2 separate regions of the Zea mays genome follow, and region 1 is linked to region 2. Evidence: chromatin contacts called from public Hi-C data. All regions are on one chromosome and are shown on one strand. Each heading gives the region's core, a stretch centred on a gene start, on an enhancer-like site or on the middle of the called end of the contact. The rest is flanking DNA. Distances are from core to core; before and after follow the strand shown.

Region 1 (6,345 bases), core at 1,337-3,836, 110 kb after region 2:
TGGTATTTCTTGGAATTTTTCAATAGCAAGGTATTTCTCCCAAAGGCCACTGTCTAATTTGTGGAATATTCATTACCTGGAAAGCAGAGTTGTAGGCATCAGAGCCATTTCCACAGAAAAAAACAAACTGCACCCTCAGATTTTTAGTTTTTGCTATATCCAAAATTTGTGTAGCTGATGCACGCATGACTGTGACATAATCCCATGGTAAATCATCAAAAAATAAGTAGCTTCCAACAACCAAAATAACAACATCATCTTTTTCAATCCCATGCTGCTTTCTTGTAGTTTCGTCAGAATGTGATGAGCCAAATCTTTTAGCAGACCAGATATCAACTGGAGAACCAGAAATCACTAAAAAGTTACCAGAATCAAGAGGCGAGTACAACAACTGAAATCAAATAGCTTTATGTCAGACATAAATTGCATTTCATAAATTATTATACAGTATTGAGTTGATGGTGGTACATACAGGATGGTAGCTATCTGGAAAAACAACATAAGCGCATGCATTAAAATGAGTCCTCCAATCTTCAATGACATTTTGAATAGAATCATGTAACTTTGCATAACTTCTAAGATATTGTCCAAGAGTGTCTTCATGTATAAGCCAAATCACTGGTAGAAGCCGAAAAGGTTCCTGCATAAGACTGAAAACAATATGAATGTGCTAAGTGCCAAACAAAGAACTGCTACAGAAAAAATGGAAATGAATTCCAAGAAACGAATTTTACATGAACAAAATGAAAGGTCATATAATGGAATAAATAAATTCACAAAACAATGAGTACATCAGCTGTTCTCCCCCCCCCCCCCCCCACACACACACAATGGAATGCAAACATCTAAGCCGTTTTTTCATTAGCAAATTGTGTTTTATTACATGCCAACCCTGGAGCATAAGACATGTTATAGAAGAATTCTCACATTGAAACAACCCCTTTCCCTTCGAGAGAGCTTACTAGCACAGCATTGTACCTACAAAATTAGGAACAGAGAAAAAAGAAGGGTAATAGATGAATAAGACATGGAATAAGAATAGCAGTGAAAATATTCGAATTTTAAAGTATTAGCAACTCACTGTGACCAGTCAACAGATTTCAAAGCCCCAGTGTTCACAACATTTACAAGACAAATATTTTCCCAAATATCACGAGCTTTCCCATCTGTAAATGCTAAAACCTGATCCATGGCAACACCATGAGTGGCATGGGGTATAAAGTATTGTCAACATCGAAAAAATCAAGAATGGTCACCAATGAAAACAAGTTTCACAAGCTCAAGGGTACAATATCACAACCGAATGGCAAACCCACCAAACTAGTAGGCATTTTGCAACCTGTGGAAAATAGTGTTGCGTGTAAACTCACCTCAACCTCGTAGCCCAGACTCACAAGACTTTTCGCAACAGTTGCAAGCATCAGAGATTGTGCATCTATGTTCATATTTCCAACAGCCTGAAACAACCGGAGCCAAAGGCAACTCTCTATGACATGCATTTTAGCATTATAAAAATTGAATGAATATGCGGCGGTAGACCTGACTAATAAAGAAACAGCAAAACACGCAAACAATACAATATACATGGCATGCATATATCTAGGTAAGCATGTCTGTTTCTCCATCGAATACTAAATTCTGATATACATGACATGCATATATCTAGGTAAGCATGTCTGTTCCTCCATCGAATACTAAACTCTGACCAGCGCGCCGCATTACATTACTAAATCCCAGGAGAGCTCTATTACACCATTAAAAAAACTAGGCATCTTTCAACGTTACCAAAATTCACAGGTGCTGCCGCGAAAATGGTAGTGGAGCACTCACGAGCGCTACTCTGACGGGCGCGAGGCTGGCCCACAGCCGCCGCCCGGATCTCGCGGCCTCGAGCCGGCTCTCGCCGTCGAACGCGCGCAGCGCCAGGCTGGAGGACGAGAACCGCATCGGTCCGGCTTCGCCTCCTTGAAGGCGCGGCGGCGCCTCCCCGTCCCCCTCCGCTGCGTCGCCGTCGCCGATGGGGAGCAGCTGCCAGACCACTAGCAGGGAGGCGGTGAAGAGTGCCACGAGGAGCGCGAAGAAGAGGTGGCTCGGGCGGCAGGGCAGCCCTGGGCGCCGCCGTCTCCGCGCTGCGGCCGCGCCCGCGGAGGCGGCGGCGGTGGAGGAGGAGGACGCTCCCGGGCCCGCGGTGGGGAGATGGTGCGCGGCGTCGGCGTGCGCCCCGCGCCGCCACATTGGAATGCAACCCCGCGGCGGCGGCGATCGGAGCGGAGCGGCAAAGGGCGAGTCGGTCGGGTCCTGCCAGTGAGGGTGAGGAGCTGCTCGTTGTTGCTGACCAGCTGCTGTTACATGGGAGTCGGACGCGTCCCGATGCGAGCCGCGGTCGAGTCGGTCAGGTGGCGCGGCGGGCCCGGACTCGGGAGTGGCGAGGTGGCCCGTGCCGAGGAGGGGAGAAGTGAGGAACTGAGGACTGACGAGGACGCGGGTTGAGATCGGGCAAAGCAACCGCCGCTGCGCCGAAGAAGGTGGCACACGGATGAATGGATCTCTGTGGCGAGGCGACCGAGCCCGAGCTAGAATACCGAGCGGAGCTCAAACGATATTTCCCCGTAGCTAGAGAGTATCTGTAGACTGTAGGATATATCATGTCGGACATGGATACGTACGCCACGCCGTATCTTTCTTTGTGCTACACGAACACAGACGGCGCCATTGGGGTAGTTTCTTTGTGCCGGAGACGGAAACTACTAGAGAAAATTCCCTGAGCGCCATTAAAATCTATACCGAATCCTTATATGCCATCAATTTAGATTTTGGGTTCCTTCAATGCCATCGCCGTTATTGCTACCGTTATATGTTCAACTGGGCCCACTCGTCATAGCCTAACGTCCATGTACCCCTTAATTCTTCTCACCTCACCTCCTCAACGCAACCACACGGTGACGGTGACCCTGCGCTTGGCGCGCGCCAGACAATGCGACGATGGAGAGGTCGATAGGCTCACATCCAGCGCAGTCAGTGTCTGGCGTTAGATGTGAGCCTATCGACCTCTCCATCGTCAAGAGGGCTATATATAGGAAAAACTATTCTAACAGTGTCTAATTTAGTAAAATTTTGTCAAAAACATATATGACATCCTCTCAAATACCTCAAATATATTATACCGTAGTGGACTGCCCTATAATCTAGATTTAGGGCTTTACTGTTAGAGCAGAATATTTTGTTAATATCTTAGATCATATAAATTTATTTATTTTTAAATTATAGGGTGTTTTTATAGATCGCGTTGTTGGAGATGCTCTAAAAAAATACTAGAGTATTTTATTGAGGTGTTTGATTGGTTTCCTAAAACTATATTTCAAAACTATGGTATTCTAGATACTATGATATTTTTAGAGTATTGAAAATTTCACTTTCTACCCAAAAAATTATAGCATAACTTAATTTATAACATTGTATTCAAACTATATCATTGTCAATGACAGTTGAAAAATATAGTTTTAAAAAATATATATTATTGTTAAATAAGCCATACTCTCTCCCTAAGTCCCTAGACAATGGCCCTGTTTAGCACAGCTGCCGCTTGTTGAAAAAGCAGCTTATCTGATAAGCTGGTGAAAAGCAGCTTCTGCTTGTTGGCTGCTTTTAGTGTATTCTAAGAAGCAGCTGAACTGATAAGCTGCTGCAGAAGCTAGCTGTTTGGTAGAACTTCTGCTTAAATTTGTGAAGAAGCTGAAAATAAGTTGTGCCAAACAGGGCCAATACAGAGTGTCATTCTTGTTTTTTCCTGGAAAACATATATTCAATTTTAATAAATATATATATATAATATTTATTTATAATGCATAATTAGTATTATTTGATAAATTGTGAAATATATTTATAATAAACTTATTTAGATATATAAATATTACTTGTATTTTCTAAAACTTTAGTCAAATTCAATAAAAATTGATCAACGTGAAATATAACAACGCGTTTTTTAAAAACCGGGTGCCCGAAAAAGGCCTAAAAGGTCTCCCAAAGACGACCCATTAATCGACCGACCCACCTACCGAGCAACTCGGCGGGGCGGATCTGCCAACCAACCTACCCACCGAACAACCCGGTGGGGCGGACGGACGACCAACCCGCTCACCGAGCAACACTGTCGAGCAACCCAGCGAGGCGGGTTTGCCGACCAACCCACTCGTCGAGGCGGGGTTGTTAATCAACCTGCCTGCCGAGCAACCCGGTAAGGCGGGCCTACCGATCAACCTGTCTACTGAGCAGCCCAGCAAGACGACAGCCGACTCTCGGACGAAAACCTCTACATAGGGGGAAGAGTCGACCTAGCACTATTAAAGCCACGACGGCACGGTGAGACAGATCATCACCGAGCCGTGTCCAGACCACAGTTATCCTAAACGATCGTTTAGACCGTTTAAACGTCGTTTAAATGCTACTCAATAGCTAACTGTTTAGGTTGTTTATGTCGTTTAATCCTATAATTCGTTTTTTAGTCCGTTTAAACGCCCGTGTAGTCCGATTAAACGCTAAACAGAGGATGACCGATTGTTTGTCGTTTAGCGTTTTAGGATAACAGTTGTCCAGACAATGGGAGCAGTACAGAAGGTCTCTATCAAGCACGACGTCGGATACATATACCCGCTGACCAGTAGGATCAGTCAACCTCAGCCGCAGAGACCTCAGCATCGAAGCCTCTATAGTGACCCATACGCTAGAGGGGTCTGTGAAACAATGAGTATAATTATTATTTTCTATTGTTAAATTAGTTTGGAATTAACTAGAAAATGATCATTATATACATATTGTTTGTTTTTGGTCTGGCTCGCGAGCTAAACGAGCCGAACTGACTCTGTGGCTTGTTAGCTTAACGAGCCGAGCCAGCTCGTACTCAAACGAGCCGAGCTGGCTCGATATCCAACCCTACCCCTACATCACCGGCCTTGAGCCCTTCCCAACGCGCCCCGGACTGCCCTACTACGCACCCGACGCTCCCCGCCGGGATTCCCCGCCCTCACCGCCTCCACATGGACTGACATCATGTCATCATCGGTTCACCCGCCCACTTCATCCGCGTTGATCGAGGCCATCGCCACCATCCAAGCGGCCATTGCTGCCTCCCAGGAGCACGAGCGTGCTGCCGACTCTCGCCCTTGAGCGCGAGTGCGCCATGGGCACCGCCTTGACCACTCAGATGGCCACGGCGTAGCGCCTCCTCCTCGGTCTCAGCCCTACCCCACCCCCATCGGTGGCCCCTAAGGCTCCCCACGCCTCCAGACTTGACGCCGACACCATTGTCACCCTCCACATTATGGTCGTCGGGGTCTACAACTCGATCCATCGTGCTCGTTGTGCTTGACCTGGCATCCTCCCACTACCCTCGGTGGCGTGCTCAGGTGATCCTTACGCTCCAGCGGTATGCCCTCGCCGATCACGTCCTCGACGCCCCTGCCACCATACTATCACCCTTATGGATACAGATGGATAGTGTGGTCCTCTCGTGGCTCAACGGCATCATCACCATTGAGCTACAAAACATCATCCGTGACCAGGCGGACATCGCGCGCCAGGTGTGGCTCACTCTCGAGGGCCAGTTCCTCGGGAACCTGGAGGCTCGGGCACTCCACTTGGGGGAAAGTACTGTCGCCAGATGAAGGGCATGGCGGACTCTCTCCACGACCTTGGCGAGCCTATCGTCGACCTTACCTTGGTGTGGAACCTTCTGCGTGGTCTCAGCCCTCCCTACGACCATCTAAAGGCTCTCATCAAGCGGATCGTGCCATTTTCCACCTTCCACATCATGTGCAATGAGCTTCTCCTCGAGGAGCTCACCATAGAGATGAGGAACCCCGCTTCGGCCCTGGTCCTCTACAACGCTCCTTCGGGCAGTCAGGCGCCTTCGGGGGGAGGCAGGCCCCTCGCCCTCCATCGATCGGGACCCCTACCCGCCCTCCACCCATCGTCCCTACAGCCCCTCGTCCTTCTTCCACCGCCGATGGAGGCTGTCGTTCCCACAAGGGCGGGCACGGGAGTGGTGGCTCCACACGAGGTGGTCCCTTCAGGCGGGGTGGTGGCTAGGCGTAGCATTCATTCTACAACCCCTAGACCAGGACCATCTCCTTGTGGCTGTGCCAGGCCCCGAGTGCCTCCCGTCCTCCGTTGCTAACCCTCCTCCCTACGTGAAAGGGAAATGGCCTCAACCATTTCCTATAATCGATTTTGGTGTTTGACGACCATCACAAACTTATGAACTAACTAGTTTGCCTAGTTGATCTTTTCTCAGGTGCATAAAGTTCATATACACATATAAGGAAAATGACCCTTGGGCCAATTCTATAA
Region 2 (6,260 bases), core at 66-2,565:
TCAAGTTGAATATGTACAGACCAGATTATATCCTAGGAGTGCAGAGTAATATTATTACATATACCAAGGGAGGCAAAAACTCCTCCCGATAAGTTTTTACACAAAAGTCCTAAATGGAGGATCCTTTCCTCCCGCACTTCATTCCTTGCGTTCTTCCTTTGGTACCACCTTAGAACAGAAGCAACAAAAGTTTGTCGCTCCTTCACCTAAAACAACATGGGACAAAGCCCTGAGTACGAAGTGTACTTTCGCAAGACTTACCCGACAAAGTAAAAGACTCTCAAGGATATGCTGGATTTGGGAATCAAGGAGAGGCTTTAGCAAGAATCAACTTAGATACTGTCGGGGACCATAATTAGGGGTACCCCCAAGACTCCTAATCTCAGCTGGTAACCCCCATCAGCACAAAGCTGCAAAGACCTGATGGGTACGATTAAGTCAAGGCTCGGTCCACTCAAGGGACACGATCTCGCCTCGCCCAAGCCCAGCCTCGGGCAAGGGCAGCCAACCCCGGAGGATTCACGTCTCGCTCGAGGGCCCCCTCAAGCAACAGACACACCTTCGGCTCGCCCGAGGCCCAGTCTTCGCCAAGAAGCAACCTTGGCCAGATCGCCACGCCGACCGACCGTATCGCAGGAGCATTTAATGCAAGGATGGCCTGACACCTTATCCTGATGTGCGCCCTTCAGTCGACAGAGCCGAAGTGACCGCAGTCACTTCACCGCTTGTAATACTCAAAAATGTAAAATTGAAAACATAGTTTATTTACACACATGTTTTTGCCTCTGTTTATTATAACAGGTGAATCAACACCTCAAAAGTCATTAACTAGCTAATGACACTTAAATTAATATGTGCATCATGCTGAGTTTTATTGGATTGTGCATTTGTGGATAATAAAATAAATGTGTCAATAAAAATATATTAATATGTTAATGGGCACATGGGATATAACCTCAAAATGACATAGAAAAAGAAAAGAAAGAGAAGAAACATCATAAAATGTAAAACAAAATTGATAAAAATATAAACCCAAACATAAATGGTATGATTAAGGTCTACCTTTAATTGGGTACTAAATTCATATTCATATTTGAAGTTCAAATTTGGGACTTAAATTTGAAATTAAAAGGAGAAAAGAAAACATGAAATAAAAACAAAAGAAAAAAGGAAGAAAGCTTACCTGGGCCGCGGACCATCACTTCCGGCCCATTGACTCAACACACGCACGGCCCATATCCCGTTCCACTGGGCGTGCGCGATCGACTGCCGTGCGGGGCCCACTGCTCGGTCTCAGGGGCGCGCGTCGCGTACACCAGAATGAGTCGCCGACCGTCTAGGCCCACTGCCCAGCGTTCCTCAAGCGTGTGCGACTAACCACTCACCTATAGAGCGGGCCCGTTTGCCAGTACAGTCTCCCACCTCCCGCGACAGTCGACTCTGCTCAACTGAAGCCGGAATCCACGCCGGGACCTTGACTGCGCTACGGTGGCTGGGGCTGCTCGGGCAATCGTGCCACGACTCGCACCGACCGGTTCTGGCGGACCTCCGCTGACCACTCCGGGCCACTTACCAGTAGTAGCGAGGCCTCCTTCCACCTACCGTCGAAGTCGCCGCGGACTGTTACCAACCGAATCCACGAAATCCTCACCGCGGGACTTCATGCCAAGTCTACCGCATGCGCACGACAGCCGAAATCCGCGCGCACCTCGCGATTCCGTTCAACCGCCTTCCACCATCGGCCCAGTTGGGCTATAAAGCAGATTAACGACCTCCTCCGTCATCGCTGCTGCTCATCTCACCTAGAATCGCCCACCATCGCCGCCACCATAGATAGCCGCTGGTAACGCGACTCTGGCGCCATTCTGGTAACCTAAAGCTTGGGTTGCTCACGTTGAAGTTGTGCGAGGGAGCAATCGAAAGGGCGGGTGGAATCCACGCGGCAATTTCTCACCGGGCGGGGATGACCACCGCGGGATTCCTAGTGCCGCGGCTAGCTTGGGTCGTTGCTCCAAACCAGTGGTAAGCATGTTTATTCTCTTCAAAACCTTCCCATATTCGCGTAGGACCGTCCAGGGAGGTATTGGAATCTGACCGGTAGACGCAATTTCTCATCGGAGGAATTTTCGCCGCCGCGGATACACTCGTGCCGCGGTCCGGCCCCTGTTGCCTAAACCAGTGGGTAATAGCCCAACGGATTTGCCTCGGTGACCACTCCGGCACTTTGTGAACTCGTTGATTTGGGGTGGGAGCACCGGGGTGACACATAGATCGCGCGCCGGCGAACCTCCACCGCGGAACCGTGCGGGCGCCGTCGTGCCCAGTCTGCCGGAGGTAGGAGATAGGGTTTTGGATCGTCGATTGACCAATGAACGACCCAGATTGGATCGGTACCTAACGCTTCGGCCTGAGAGATCATCACCGTCCGTTTTGATCGGACGGGCGATACTGGATTAGCCCTCATAAAATCTCCACCATAGGTCTTCGATCGGACGGATCGCGCTAAATACTGATTCGATTAAGTAACAGTCTAGTCGATGCCGTCCGTAGGGAATCCAACGGATACCTTTGGTCCATACCCCTTCGCCTCGACATTTATGCTAAAGAGACCCTACGCTTTTTAGAAATAAACCCGTCATCCCCGCGGGGAAGACCTGAGTCACAAGGAATTTTATGCGTTAGACCCCCGGGTTATTTGTTTTATGTGCGCAGTCCAGAGGTCAGAGAAAAATAATGAAGGATTATAGAAATTGATTTTTAGTATATAAATAATTCTAGAAACTTGTTTAATCTATATAAAATTCATAGCGCGACCAAATTAATTCATTCTAGTTCCTATAAATTAGTAATAATGTTGTTTATCACCCTGTGTCTATGTTTTAATATGAAAATGGTATTAAAATTTATTTCTTAATTAATCTCGTATCAAATACATAAAACCTTAAGAAATTCGTATCTCCTTCGTTTTAACTCCGATTTGACTCGTTTCAGTTGCGTTAGTCTCGTAGCAACGCGTAGATCATTATTATTCAGTTTGTACTTATGTTTTGTGTGATGTTAATTTTATCTATACCATGTTTGTTTGTATTGCTACGACTAGCGTGAGGACACGTGTCATCTGAAAAGCAAGTTGGTACCTGGAATCTCAAGTGCCAGGCAAGTTGTGCCCTTGACCACTTTTTACCCAATAATGTTCTTAATATCACTTATTCATGCATAGGTTAATTTTGATGGGACCCAATAGGTCACCCTAGATTGTTTATCTCATTACCTTGTTTACCCCTGAATCACTTGGGTAGTTTTGCTATTGCTTTACATGGTTTTGGGATAATCATTTATTATATCTGTGTTCCAATTCTTTTGTTATTCTATTTATGTTCATGTCAAGATTATTAATGTTAATTGGAACATAGAGCTTAACTTGAGAACCACGTGCCACCACAAGGGTTTAATGGGACGCCCTTGGCTGACTAATTAGGAAAGCTAGTGGAAGACTACCTTACCCGAAAGGGGCAAGGGCAGTAGGGGAGTGGTCAGTGTAGGGAGGTCCTTGGTTGATTTTGCTGCGATGGCGGTCAGACAAGAACCCTGCATTGGAGCTTCCTATAAACTGTAGCGGGTTTTCGGAAGCTAGTGGAACTTTGTAAAGGCCTCGTAGTGTTGCCCTGCCGCGCTTCCTAGGTAGAGGTGTATGGGATTCGCGACCCCTTGGCAGATGGGTAGCATGACTTGTGGGTAAAGGGTACAACCTCTGCAGAGTGTAAAACTGGTATACTAGCCGAGCTCACGGTCATGAGCAGCTCAGGACTCTCTAATGATTAAATTATGGAACTTAAATTCAATTTTGTCATTTGCATATGCATGGGTTTATTATTAAATTTGTTCTATTACTTTATTTAAGGTTTGGTATTTACTTACATCTAGTAATTGCTAATAAAAGTTTGACCAACATTAAAAGCAATGCTCAGCTTTAACCATTCTCTTTGATAAGCCTTACACTCCATGAGCTCCCACCTTTGGTGAGTTCATGTCACATTATTCCCCACAACTTGTTGAGCGATGATCATGTGTGAGCTCACCCTTGCTGTCTCACACCCCCCCACAGGAGAAGATCAGGTGGTTCAGGATGAGCCGCCTAACACTGAGGAGTTCGATCTGATCTAGGTGGCGTTTCCCAGTCGACATTGGCGCCGACGATCCTTAGTTCGTTTTATGTTTACACTTTTATTTTGTAATAAGTCTTCCGCTATGTAATAAATACTCTGATGTTTTATGACATTTGTCTCTATACACTCTGTTATTATATATGTTGTCTTCTTTGGCGCATGTATGAGATGCACCCGGCTTTGTTCCTTAAAGCCGGGTGTGACACCGCTCCACTGACCGGCCTGACAAGAAGACAGCGTCGCCTGCGTCGCTCCGACTGCTGTGCCACTCGATAGAGTGAGGCTGACGGCAGCCAAGTCCGGCCTTGGGCGCCATAGGAAGCTCCGCCTCGCCCGACCCCAGGGCTCGGCCCCCGTCTCGGCCTCGGGCGACGAACTCCGCTTCGCCCGACCCCAGGGCTCGGACTCAGCCTCGGCTCCGGAAGACGACGAACTCCGCTTCGCCCGACCCCAGGGCTCGGACTCAGCCTCGGCTCCGGAAGACGACGAACTCCGCCTCGCCCGACCCCAGGGCTCAGACTCGGCCTCGGCTCCGGAAGACGACGAACTCCGCCTCGGCCTCAGACGATGGTCTCTGCCTCGCCCGACCCGAGGCTCGGACTCGACCTCAACCTCGGAAGACAAACTCGACCTCGACCTCGGAGGAGCCTCCGCCTCGCCCGACCCAGGGCTCGGGCCGACCACGTCATAGGGGGCCATCATTACCCTACCCCTAGCTAGCTCAGGCTACAGGGAACAAGACCGGCATCCCATCTGGCTCGCCCCGGTAAACAAATAATGATGGCGCCCAACGTGCTCCATGACAACGGCGGCTCTCAGCCCCTTACGGAAGCAAGGAGACGTCAGCAAGGACTCGACAGCCCCGACAGCTGTCCTTCCGCAAGGCTCCAGCGCTCCTCCAACGGCCACGACATCACATGAATAGGGTGCCAAGACCTCTCCGGCTGCCACGACGGCATGTACTTAGGGCACTAGCTCCTCTCTGCTAGACACGTTAGCACACTGCTACATCTCCTATTGTACACTTGGGCCCTCTCCTTACGCTTATAAAAGGAAGGTCCAGGGCTCTCGTACGAGAAGGTTGGCCACGCGGGGGAACGGGACGACGCGCAAAGTCTCTCGCTCTCTCCCACGCGGACGCTTGTAACCCCCTACTGCAAGCGCACCCGACCTGGGCGCAGGGCAATACGAAGGTCACGGGTTTCCCCTTTTTTGCCTGTCTCCCTCTTTCTTGCCCCCTTTCGTGCTCCGCCTCGCGCCGACCCATCTGGGCTGGGACACGCGGCGACAATTTACTCGTTGGTCCAGGGACCCCCCGGGGTCGAAACGCCGATAGTTGGCGCGCCAGGTAGGGGCCTGCTGCCTGTTGACGAATAGCTTCCCGTCAAGCTCCAGATGGGTAGTCTCGAGCAACCTTTCCAGCCCGGGACGGTGCTCCGTTTCGGGAGTCTTGAGTTCATGTCCCTCGACGGCAGCTACGATGATACTCCTTCCTCCGCCGCGCGACAACGACAATGGCGGCCGACAACCCGCCCGCCGGCGGCGAATCAACAACGTCTTCCCCACGTGGCGGAAGAACAACATTCGGGTTTGTCCCGTCGCCTCACCCACCGACGGAGGAGGAGGCGGGACAACCAAGGCCAAGAAGGAGGCGGCACCTCGTCGGCTGTCGAGCGAGTCGACGGCGTCGGCGCCCCAACGGGGGACACGTCGGGCGTCGACCTTGTGTCTAAGACGAAGACGAGCGTCGTTTCCCCGCAACACGCCAACTCCGAGCAAACGAACGACGCCAGCACGCTCGCAAGGGACTTGCTGGGCGTCACCCTCGTACCTAAGACGACGGTGCAGTCTGCCCCTGACGCGACTTCATCACCGCCCGTCGACCAAGAGGTACTGACCGATTCCCATCTCGTGCCTTTTGGAATCAGCCTCGACCCACCAAGCGACTTTGCTTCGGTGGAAGCCTTCATAGAGGCATGTCCAAACCTTCCGGGGTACGGTATGCGGTCACCCTGGGACCGGCTGACGGCCGTCTCGACCTACGGACCCTCGGGTTCCGAGGAAGATGACGAGCCCGACCTTTGTTGGGATTTC

Evidence for each region. Hi-C and Micro-C count contacts between places; a contact is called where the count stands out from the background.
Region 1: a Hi-C map of bundle sheath shows a contact between it and region 2, with 1.9 times the contacts expected there. The contact joins the promoter of LOC103638977 here to the enhancer-like site in region 2. A contact is called at or near these places in 5 of 25 Hi-C or Micro-C datasets (bundle sheath, ear, leaf and 1 more).

Annotation. Positions count from the first base shown.
Region 1 is chr9:123,857,374-123,863,718 of Zm-B73-REFERENCE-NAM-5.0, forward strand. LOC103638977 reads right to left here and starts at 2,587. Exons shown (of 14, transcript XM_008661761.2): 1 at 1,831-2,587; 2 at 1,371-1,457; 3 at 1,082-1,182; 4 at 928-978; 5 at 473-650; 6 at 77-391. The coding sequence starts at 2,235.
Region 2 is chr9:123,752,431-123,758,690 of Zm-B73-REFERENCE-NAM-5.0, forward strand. It overlaps the pseudogene LOC103638976. Among protein-coding and RNA genes, the nearest start is that of LOC100279117, 14 kb to the left of the region's middle. Within about 2 kb of position 1,316, at least 17 of the 20 cell types and tissues checked have an H3K27ac peak or open chromatin away from gene starts, as enhancers often do. A contact at or near this core is called in bundle sheath, ear, leaf and 1 more, where this site is marked.